Regions from separate parts of the Callithrix jacchus genome. Here region 1 is linked to region 2. A link is a contact called in public Hi-C data. All regions are on one chromosome and are shown on one strand. Each heading gives the region's core, a stretch centred on a gene start, on an enhancer-like site or on the middle of the called end of the contact. The rest is flanking DNA. Distances are from core to core; before and after follow the strand shown. Region 1 has its middle 25 kb from the start of RESP18. Region 2 holds the start of NHEJ1 (non-homologous end joining factor 1).

Region 1 (4,352 bases), core at 1,118-3,617, 200 kb before region 2:
ACAATGCATCTGTGCAACACGAGACTGCTTCACATCCATCATCTCATTTCATTTTCACAGTCACCCTCATGAGCGGCCCATCTAACAGATGAGAGCACCGAGACAGAGGTGTTTCATCTATGCCTCAGAACCCAAAGTCTGTTTCATTACTGAGCATCCACACTGAGCTTGGTCCTGAGCCAGACACTGAGGGTGTGACCATAAATGAAACAGACATGTCCTCTGTCCTCTTGACATTTACACTCCAGTGGAGAGATGCAAATAAACAAGTAAACAGAGGAAAAAGTTGGTTGGGTGAGGTGGCTCATACCTGTAATCCTAGAACTCCGGAAGGCCAAGGCAGGTGGATGACCTGAGGTCAGGTGTTTGAGACCAGCCTGGCCAACATGATGAAATCTCGTCTCTACTAAAAATACAAAACTTAGCTGGGCATAGTGGCAGGTGCCTATAATCCCAGCTACTTGGGAGGCTGAGGCAGGAGAATCACTTGAATCCGGGAGGTGAAGGTTGCAGTGAGCCAAGATCACCGTTGCCCTCCAGCTTGGGCAGGCAACAGAGCAAACTCCTTATCAAAACAAAAAAAAACAAAGGAAGAAGTCATGAACAGTGGTAAGTGTCATGGAGGTAATGAAGTGATAGCCATTCCTAGGGATCAGAAACTACTTGAGGAGGGGGGATTTATACCAAAAGAAAGAGATAACAATGGAGATTGGGGAGAAGCAGAAATGGACTTTGAGAAGGACTCAGGTGTTCAAAGAATGGAAAGGAGGCTGGGAACGGGGAGAGCAAGAGGAGGGAAGGAAATGAGGCTGGAGAGGGAGGCAAGGCTAGGTCATGCTGGGGCTCGAAGACCATGGTCGGGAATTCAGCATTTATTCGAAAGCGCAAAGGAGGTGGTCCACTGGACAGTGTTTAGCAAGGGAGCAACATGCTTTAATTTATATTTTAGAAAGCTTCTCCTGGTGCTTAAGAGACTATAGGGAGGCAAGAGTGGAAAACAAATATTCAACAAGAATTACTGAGCGCCTACAGTGTGCAAGACACAATCCCAGGCTCTAGAACACACCCCACGTCATGAGTTACTCCAGGCAACTAAGATGCAATTTCAGAGACAGGTGAAAGATGATGGCCAGCCAGGCATGGTGGCTCACGCCTGTGATCTCAGCACTTCGTAAGGTCGACGAAGGTGGTTCACTTGAGCCCAGGAGTTTGAAACCAGCCTAGGCAACATAGCAGAATCTTGTCTCTATTAAAAATTTAAAAACTAAAACAAAATAAAGACGATGGTGGTTTGAACAAGGGCAGTGGCATTGGGTCTGGAAAAAAATGTAAACTGTAGGAGAAAATTTTTGCAGGGAGAAATCTGAACAATGCATAGGAGATGCTACTGACAGAGAGGGAGCATCAAAGAGAACAGTAACAGCCAATGTTAATTGAGTGCTTATGATATGTGCTTATGATGTGCTGGTCCCATCATATTTCTAAATCCTTCAAAGGTGTTAAGCTTATTAATTCTTCTAAGAACGCCATAAGCTAGATGCTGCTGTCAAACTCACTTTACAAATGAGGGAACTGGGGCACGGAGGAAGCAAAAAACTGCCTGCAGGTACTTGGATTTGGCTCCAGCACACTCTTTTTTGTGGGGAGATGTGTAGGGAAAGAGACAGGGTCTTGCTCTGTCGCCCAGGCTGGAGTATAGGATCGCGGCTCACTGCAGCCTCAACCTCCCTGACTCACATGATTCTCCCATCTCAGCCTCCCAAGTAGCTGGGACCACAGGCGCACACCACACCCAGATAATTTTTATTATTTTTTCTGGAGATGAGGTCTCACTATGTTGCCCAGGCTGGTCTCAGACTCCTGGATTCAAGCGATCCTCCCACCTCAGCCTCCCAAAATACTGGAATTACAGGCGTGAGCCACCCCACCCGGTCCTAGCACACCATTTTAACAAGTAAGCAACATTTCTCAAGGACACCCAGTGCCATTTGTCAATAGGCAATGCTGGATTTTATCAAGCCCCCCCCATCCCCATCGTTAACCCTTGGTGATAAGAAGTGGGGGTGCGAGGGAAGGCAATTCTGTGTGCGTGCGTACGTGTGTGTGTGTGTGTGTGTGTGTGTGTGTGTGTGTGTAGGGGCGTAGGGGGTTGGGATTCTAGATACGGGTGGACCATATTCAGGCGACAGCCCAGTCTTAAAAGCAGGACTCTGACGCCAAGACAGGGGAGAGCGAGGGTTGAGGACCTTGCTGCCCGGGCCCGCGACTGGCCGCGCTGCCGAGAAAGGAGCGCGCAGGGCCGTCTCGCCCGGCTCGGGCAGCAGCCGCCACAGTGCAGGCGGGGCAGCGCGCGCCCAGTAAGATGCGGGGGCCCCAGCGTAGGGCGCAGCCGGGATGCGTCTGATTCTCTGCTTCCAGCTGCTGACTCCCGGGAGACAGGGACGCCATTAGTCCCAAAGTCAGGAGGAAAACTGGGGGAAGGGCAAGGGCGATCCCAAGGGGGGGCTGCGGGATGGTGGTGCACACTGCTCAGAAGCTGGGAAAGTGTGCGGGGTGGGGAGACAAAGCTGGAAGGCGTCTTGGAGGCAGGGGCTTAAACGTCGGAAGATGGGGTGGGAGCTAGAAGGAGTGGGCTCCAGACCAATTTGGAGTTTGGCAGGAGGGAGCGCCCAAGGGATCGAGAGCCGAGACTTGCAGCCCTGGGAGAAACGAGGCACACTGAGGCGTCAGGGCGAGGTGCTCGGCGCTGGGGGGTTGGCATCTCCGGCAGAAGGAGCCCGGACTGCTAGCTCCAGTCCCGACCTCCGGAAGAGCCAAGTTCCGGCCGGGGACTCCCTTCGGCCTGGGGAGGCGGCTTGGGGAGGGCGCAGCAGAGGATTGGGGGGAATCCTAGCCTACTCCGGACTTTCATGCCCCCCACCCAATGGCCATGGGTTCCTCTACCTGGTGATCAAGCTTGGACACCAACGCGGGGGGCTTCCTGAGGCGCGGTGTGTGGGCAGGGTGCCTGGCGGGCAGAGGGTCACGCCTGGGCGGATGCCTGGGTGCTCTTCCCGCGATCGACTCTCGCCTTAGGGAGCCACTTCCAGACCAAACCCCGGGTATTGGCCCAGGGCTTCAGCGCTGATGACAGCAGAGGCGGAGCCCAAGGTCGCCCTTTACCTGTCAGTCCTGGCACTGCCTCAGTCCTGAAGTCCCTCCCCAAGGGTAGGGTGCTGGGGTCTCTGTCTATATATTTATATCTTCTCTCTCTTTCTCTGGAGTTTGTCTTCATTTTTTATAATTAGCTTCTACTTATGCCAAGAAACACCGGGTTTCCCATTTACAGTAGCAAAGTTGCCCTTTAAAATAATTTCCCTTTGCTGGCTATGGTGGCTCACACCTACAATCAAAGCATTCTGGGAGATCGAAGCAGGCGGATCTCTTGAGATCAGGAGTTCGAGATCAGCCTGGCCAACATGGTGAAACCCCATCTCTACTAAAAATACAAAAATCAGCCAGGCAAGGCGGCGCGCGACTGTACTCCCAGTTGCTTTAGAGGCTGAGAAATGAGAATTGCTTGAACCCAGGAAGCGGAGGTTGCAGTGAGCAGAGCTTGTGCCACTGCCCTCCAGCCTGGGTGACAGATTAAGACCCTGTCTCTAACTAAATTAATTAATTAAATTAAAATAATTTCACTTAAATAAAAAGCATAATCATCAACCTGAGTAAACCAGGCTGGGCACAGTGGCTCAGGCCTGTAGTCCCAGCACTTTGGGAGGCCGAGGCAGGTGGATCACGAGGTCAGGAGATCAACACCCACCTGGCTAAGACGGTGAAATCTGGTCTCTACTAAAAATACAAAAAATTAGCTGGACATGGTGGCACGCACCTGTAGTCCCATCTACTGAGGCAGGAGGATCGCTCGAACCCAAGAGTCAGAGGTTGCAGTGAGCTGAGATCGCGCCATTGCACTCCAACAACAGAGGGAGACTCTGCCTCAAAAAAAAAAAAGGAGGGTAAGCCAGTAACAGCACAATGGCACAAAGATCATGGTGGTGATTCTCAAATAACTAAAGTTTGGGGAAAGCTGTGCTTCCATTTTGTTAAACTGAAGTTATTAGTGATTTTTAAATAACAACATTATAGACATATAACTCACCCATTTAAAATGGTTTTTAGTGTATTCACAGAGTTGTGCAACCAGCACCACAATCAATTTTGGAATATTTTCATTACCCCAAAAAGAAAACTGCGCCCATTAACAGTCACTTCCCATTCCCGCCTCCAGCCACCCTCCTCAGCCTGAGGCAGCCACCAACGTACTTCCTGTCTCTATGGCTTTTCCTACTCTGCACATTTCTTATAAATGG
Region 2 (4,433 bases), core at 1,474-3,973:
TGGGACACAAAGATGCCTACCTTTGTTACAGTATAGTAAAAGAGATGAGATGTGTAGGAAAATAACGGGAGGTTTCAGATAAAGAGCTACGGTGCTCAGTGGCAAGAGAGATGGCTTCTGTTTGAGGTGAGCCAGTAACAGAGCTGGTCACGAAGGATGGTAAGTTTTAGACATCTTTGGTGAGAAGAAGGTCACTCCTGATGGAGGAACCATCATTTATACAAAGATACAGAAGTAGGAAGTCTTAGGATATGTCCCGAGAGCAGTAAATTGCTTAATTTGTCTAGAGCATTAGTTCTCAACTGGGTGATTTTGCCCCCATGGGGACATTTGGCAATGTCTGGAGGCATTTTGGGCTGTTACAAATGGAGGAAGGCGGGGGGGTTGTTACTAGTGTTTAGTACATAGAAAGATGCTGCTAAACATCCTACAATGAACAGGACATACCCCTGCACCAGTACCCCCAACAAAGAATTATCTGGTTCAAAATATCAGTAGGACTGAGGTTGAAAAACCCAGGATAGAGCATAGAGGGAAAAAAAATGGGAGATGAAGCCGGGCATGGTGGCTCACACCTGTAATCCCAGTACTTTAAGAGTCCGAGGCGGGCGGATCACGAGGTCAAGAAATTGAGACCATCCTGGCCAACATGGTGAAACCCTGTCTATACTAAAATATAAAAAGTAGCTGGGCGTGGTGGCACCTGCCTGTAGTCCCAGCTATTTGGGAGGCTGAGGCAGGAGGATTGCTTGAACCTGGGAGGCGAAGGTTGCAGTGAGTCAAGATCACGCCACTGCACTCCAGCCTGGGACCTGGCGACAGAGCAAGACTCTGTATAAAATTAAAAAAAAAAAAAAGAAAAAAAAAGAGCGATGAGAGGTTGCCACTTAAATACTAAGCTTTCTAGAGAAAGGGAGCCTGGAGCAGTCAAAGCATATATGGAGGGTATGTGGATGATCGGAACATAGGGTGTTGAGCAGAAACCCTGTGGGAAAGGCCTGGATTTGGAAAGTGGAGAATGGTGAGACAAAGGGTGAAAGGGATGAAATGACAATTCAGAAAGATCTGTCCTTAGTCCAAGGCTTAGGTTTACATTTGCGAGGGTAAGATTCCTGGGCCTGGATATCGAATCAGAGTTTCCTTCCTGCCTGGCCCCAACCCATCATAGGCTGGAGCCCCTTGGATGTATTACTGCATTCACTGCTGACACAGCCCATCTTCCTGGCTGGACTCTCAGGCTTCCTACTAGAGAACACGATTCCTGGTAAGTTGAGGCCAGGCCCTAGCAGACTGGGAAATGCCCAGAAAGTCATCACTCCCTGGGTTGGGCAATGACCTGACAAACCTCTCTTTTGCAGGCACACAGCTTGAGCGAGGCCTAAGTCAAGGGCTGCCATCTCCTTTCACTGCCCAAGAAGCTCGAATGCCTCAGAAGTCCAGGGAGAAGGCTGCTCAAGTGTACAGACTTCCTTTCCACATCCAAAACCTGTGTCTCTGCATCCCCCAGCCTCTCCGCTGCCTCTGCCCACTGCCTGAAGACCCTGGGGATGAGGAAGGAGGCTCCTCCGAGCCAGAAGAGATGGCAGACCTGCTGCCTGGCTCCGGGGAGCCATGCCCTGAATCTAGTAGAGAAGGATTTAGGTCCCAGAAATGACCAGCAGTCCTACTTCTGCCCTGGGTAGTTTAGCCCTAACTCTCATCTGCTGGAGAGTCAGCTCCAAGCTGTTCTTTCTCATAGGCAGAGGGTATATGTGTTTGTATTACATGGGCCCACCTAGAGATTCCATTTCCCAATAGGGTGGGTTGCCTTTACTTGTCTTAATTAAGCCTAACTGTTCCAGAGCAAAGGCCATGATTTAGTGGACCATAAATGAATGAGATTTTGCCTGTGTACTATCAATGCCACTTGAACCCCAGCATTCACTTGAATACTTACTGAGCATTCCCACGTGCAATCTCCATGAGCATCTCCTGTCTTATAGATAAGACAGGGTCCATGCCCTCTTAAGGCATTTACGGTTTAAAAAGACCTGTGTAATTACAAAAATGCAAAGCAGAAAGCAGTATGTAATAGATTAAAATAGTGCTGTGGGAGCAAAGAGAAAGGGATAATGAATTCTGATTGGGGACAGTGGGAAATGCTTTATGCAAGAAGCAGCACTGAGGGTGGCCTTGACAAGTGGGGAAGATTTTTGGTTTTGGAAAATGGATGTAGAGAATTTTTTAGGTTCAGGGTCCAGCTTGAGCAAAGCTGTGACTTGTACAAAGTCTGAGGCATTTGAAATTTCTCAGTAGTGAGGGAGCATAAGTAAGGGAATGATAGAGAAATGAGGCAGGAGAGGTAAAGGATGATTTCAGACTACGGGACTTATGCCTGGGAGGCGCCTTCCTTCAACAACTCTAGTGCTGGTGGAGGACCTGAGAGGTTCTTGAAGTTCAATCCTTTCATTTTGTTAAAAGGAGACTGGACAGGTAGGGGAGTGAAGAGAAGTGACTCGAGTTTGACGAACCCAAACCTGGGCTTCCCTCTCTAGCGTCTAGCCCGCTATTCTTTCTACTCTGCCAGCGTGACTACTAGCTGGCCATCCGGTCTCGTTAGTTAGTTACCCAGGCCACTGTGGTGCTCGTCTCTCATCAGCATCCCCGGCCCCGAAGCCCCGCCCACGCCAGGCATAGGCCCTGCCCCTGTGTTCCAAAACCCTGCCTCCTCTTGTGGGGGGGTGGGGATCGGCCTCTATTCTAGGCTTTTCGGTTTGCGCGGGCGGACAGGAGCGCGTGCGTGCGGCGAGGAGGGTGGGAGCTCTCGTGGCCGCTGACGGTAGGTGGGATCGTGCTGGAGTCCCCGCCGGAGCAAGCCAGCGAGGGGCCGCTCAGAGACGCTGCGGGTTTGGCCTGGCTCGAGCGCTTTCTCCCAGGAGGGAACGCGCGCTGCTGGGGACCCGGGCAGGCCTCCGGTGGTGGGCGGAGCCGCGCATGCGCAGTCCGCCGGCTGCGGCCCGGCGTGAGTAGTGGGGTGGAAGTGAGGTTATTCCTTGGCACCCTGTTTGGTGCGACAAAGCCGCGGGTGGCCGGCTTTGTTGCCCCTTGAAGGGTCCCGACCACGCCCCAGTGCAGCCAGTGCTGTAGAAATGGGAAGGCGGACGGCGAAGGCTCTTCTAGCCGGGGCGGATTGAAGCGGGACGCCCGGCGGCTTGTGGGGCTTGTGATGCTGGGACCGAGGGTTCGCGCTCTCCCACGGGGACTGGGCGGGGCCCAGCCTGGATGCTCTCTGGGGCCCTACTGCCCTCTGCAGGGCGTCGGAGGAACTGCCCAGAGGAGTCTCGGCTGAGGAGCGTAACTCGGTGCAGATAAGCAGTTCTCAAGGGACCCCTCCACCAGGATGCCCCTCAGCGCTCCTCCTCTCAAGAGAACTAAACCCGTGAATCTAGTTAAGGTGAAAGTTAAAGGCAGCCTTGAAGGAAAAAAGAAAAGGGTGAAATATAGAGGCCTCGGACGCAGAACGGGACGCGCGTATGGTGGGAGCAGGCAGCCGGGGTCTGGTGCCCAATGTAACATCAGGCCTTTTTATAGGGCCACTTACTCCTGGCCACAGTTTCAACTCCTCCCCCTTTAGCCAACAAACAAACAAAACCCATCAATTTGAGGGTTCTGAGTTTCCGGGCTTTCCGAAGGAATGGGCTAGAATAGTAAACCCAATTTTGGCATCTCTTAGAGTACACTGGGGAGTGCCTGTAAAGGAGATAAAAGGATTTGGCGGCTTTATTTGCGTTTGTGACCTTTGGCAATGTGGAGCTCTTGTCCAGCTAGGACCAGCTTAATCATCCATGACCCCTTCGGTCCCCGTAAGAGCAGGGTGTGGGAAATGTGACGGAAACACTGGTCTCCAAACTCAAGGTTTCGAGGCTGCCACAAATAAAAATCACCATATATATGTGTGTGTGTGTGCGTACATACGCACACACACACACATATTTATATCACAAGTCTCAAAGCCACATTTCAAAAGCTAGGTTATGTTTTAAAGAATGATGGTATAGACTGAGATGGAAATGACTGTGTTAATCAGACTTAATAAAGAATTTCATTATTTATATTCTAAATTTTTCCTTCCTGGTACCTCCCCTCATTTTGTATTTGGAGGCTGGAATAATGAAGGAAACTGTCATCTTTTTTTTCTCCGCCACAGGAAAAATAATCATATTCTCTGTCAAGCAGCCATAGTTCTGTTTGTCTACTAGGTTAAGCCTACTACTTTAGCTGCTGGCGAAGGGGGCTCCAGGCTGTGCAGCTGGGTATGATGTCATTGGTGGCCGTGCACTGGAGTGGGAATGTGGAGGATGAGTTCTGTGGAAGTTAACTCAGTCTTTACCTCTGTGATGTGCTCTGCCTTGTAGTCATGATTTCCTAGTCAATCTGATTCTTGTTGAAATGGA

The links. A called contact is a pair of places that touch in the nucleus more often than the background predicts.
Region 1: a Hi-C map of skeletal muscle shows a contact between it and region 2, with 6 times the contacts expected there. The contact joins the enhancer-like site here to the promoter of NHEJ1 in region 2. A contact is called at or near these places in 2 of 3 Hi-C or Micro-C datasets (induced pluripotent stem cells and skeletal muscle).

Annotation. Positions count from the first base shown.
Region 1 is chr6:141,102,351-141,106,702 of calJac240_pri, reverse strand. No RefSeq gene overlaps it. Among named protein-coding and RNA genes, the nearest start is that of RESP18, 25 kb to the right of the region's middle. Within about 2 kb of position 2,367, at least 2 of the 16 cell types and tissues checked have an H3K27ac peak or open chromatin away from gene starts, as enhancers often do. A contact at or near this core is called in skeletal muscle, where this site is marked.
Region 2 is chr6:140,902,754-140,907,186 of calJac240_pri, reverse strand. NHEJ1 (non-homologous end joining factor 1) reads left to right here and starts at 2,723. Exons shown (of 8, transcript XM_035305793.3): 1 at 2,723-3,001. It overlaps SLC23A3 (solute carrier family 23 member 3), which reads left to right. Exons shown (of 10, transcript XM_035305786.3): 9 at 1,169-1,264; 10 at 1,359-1,900. The coding sequence ends at 1,654.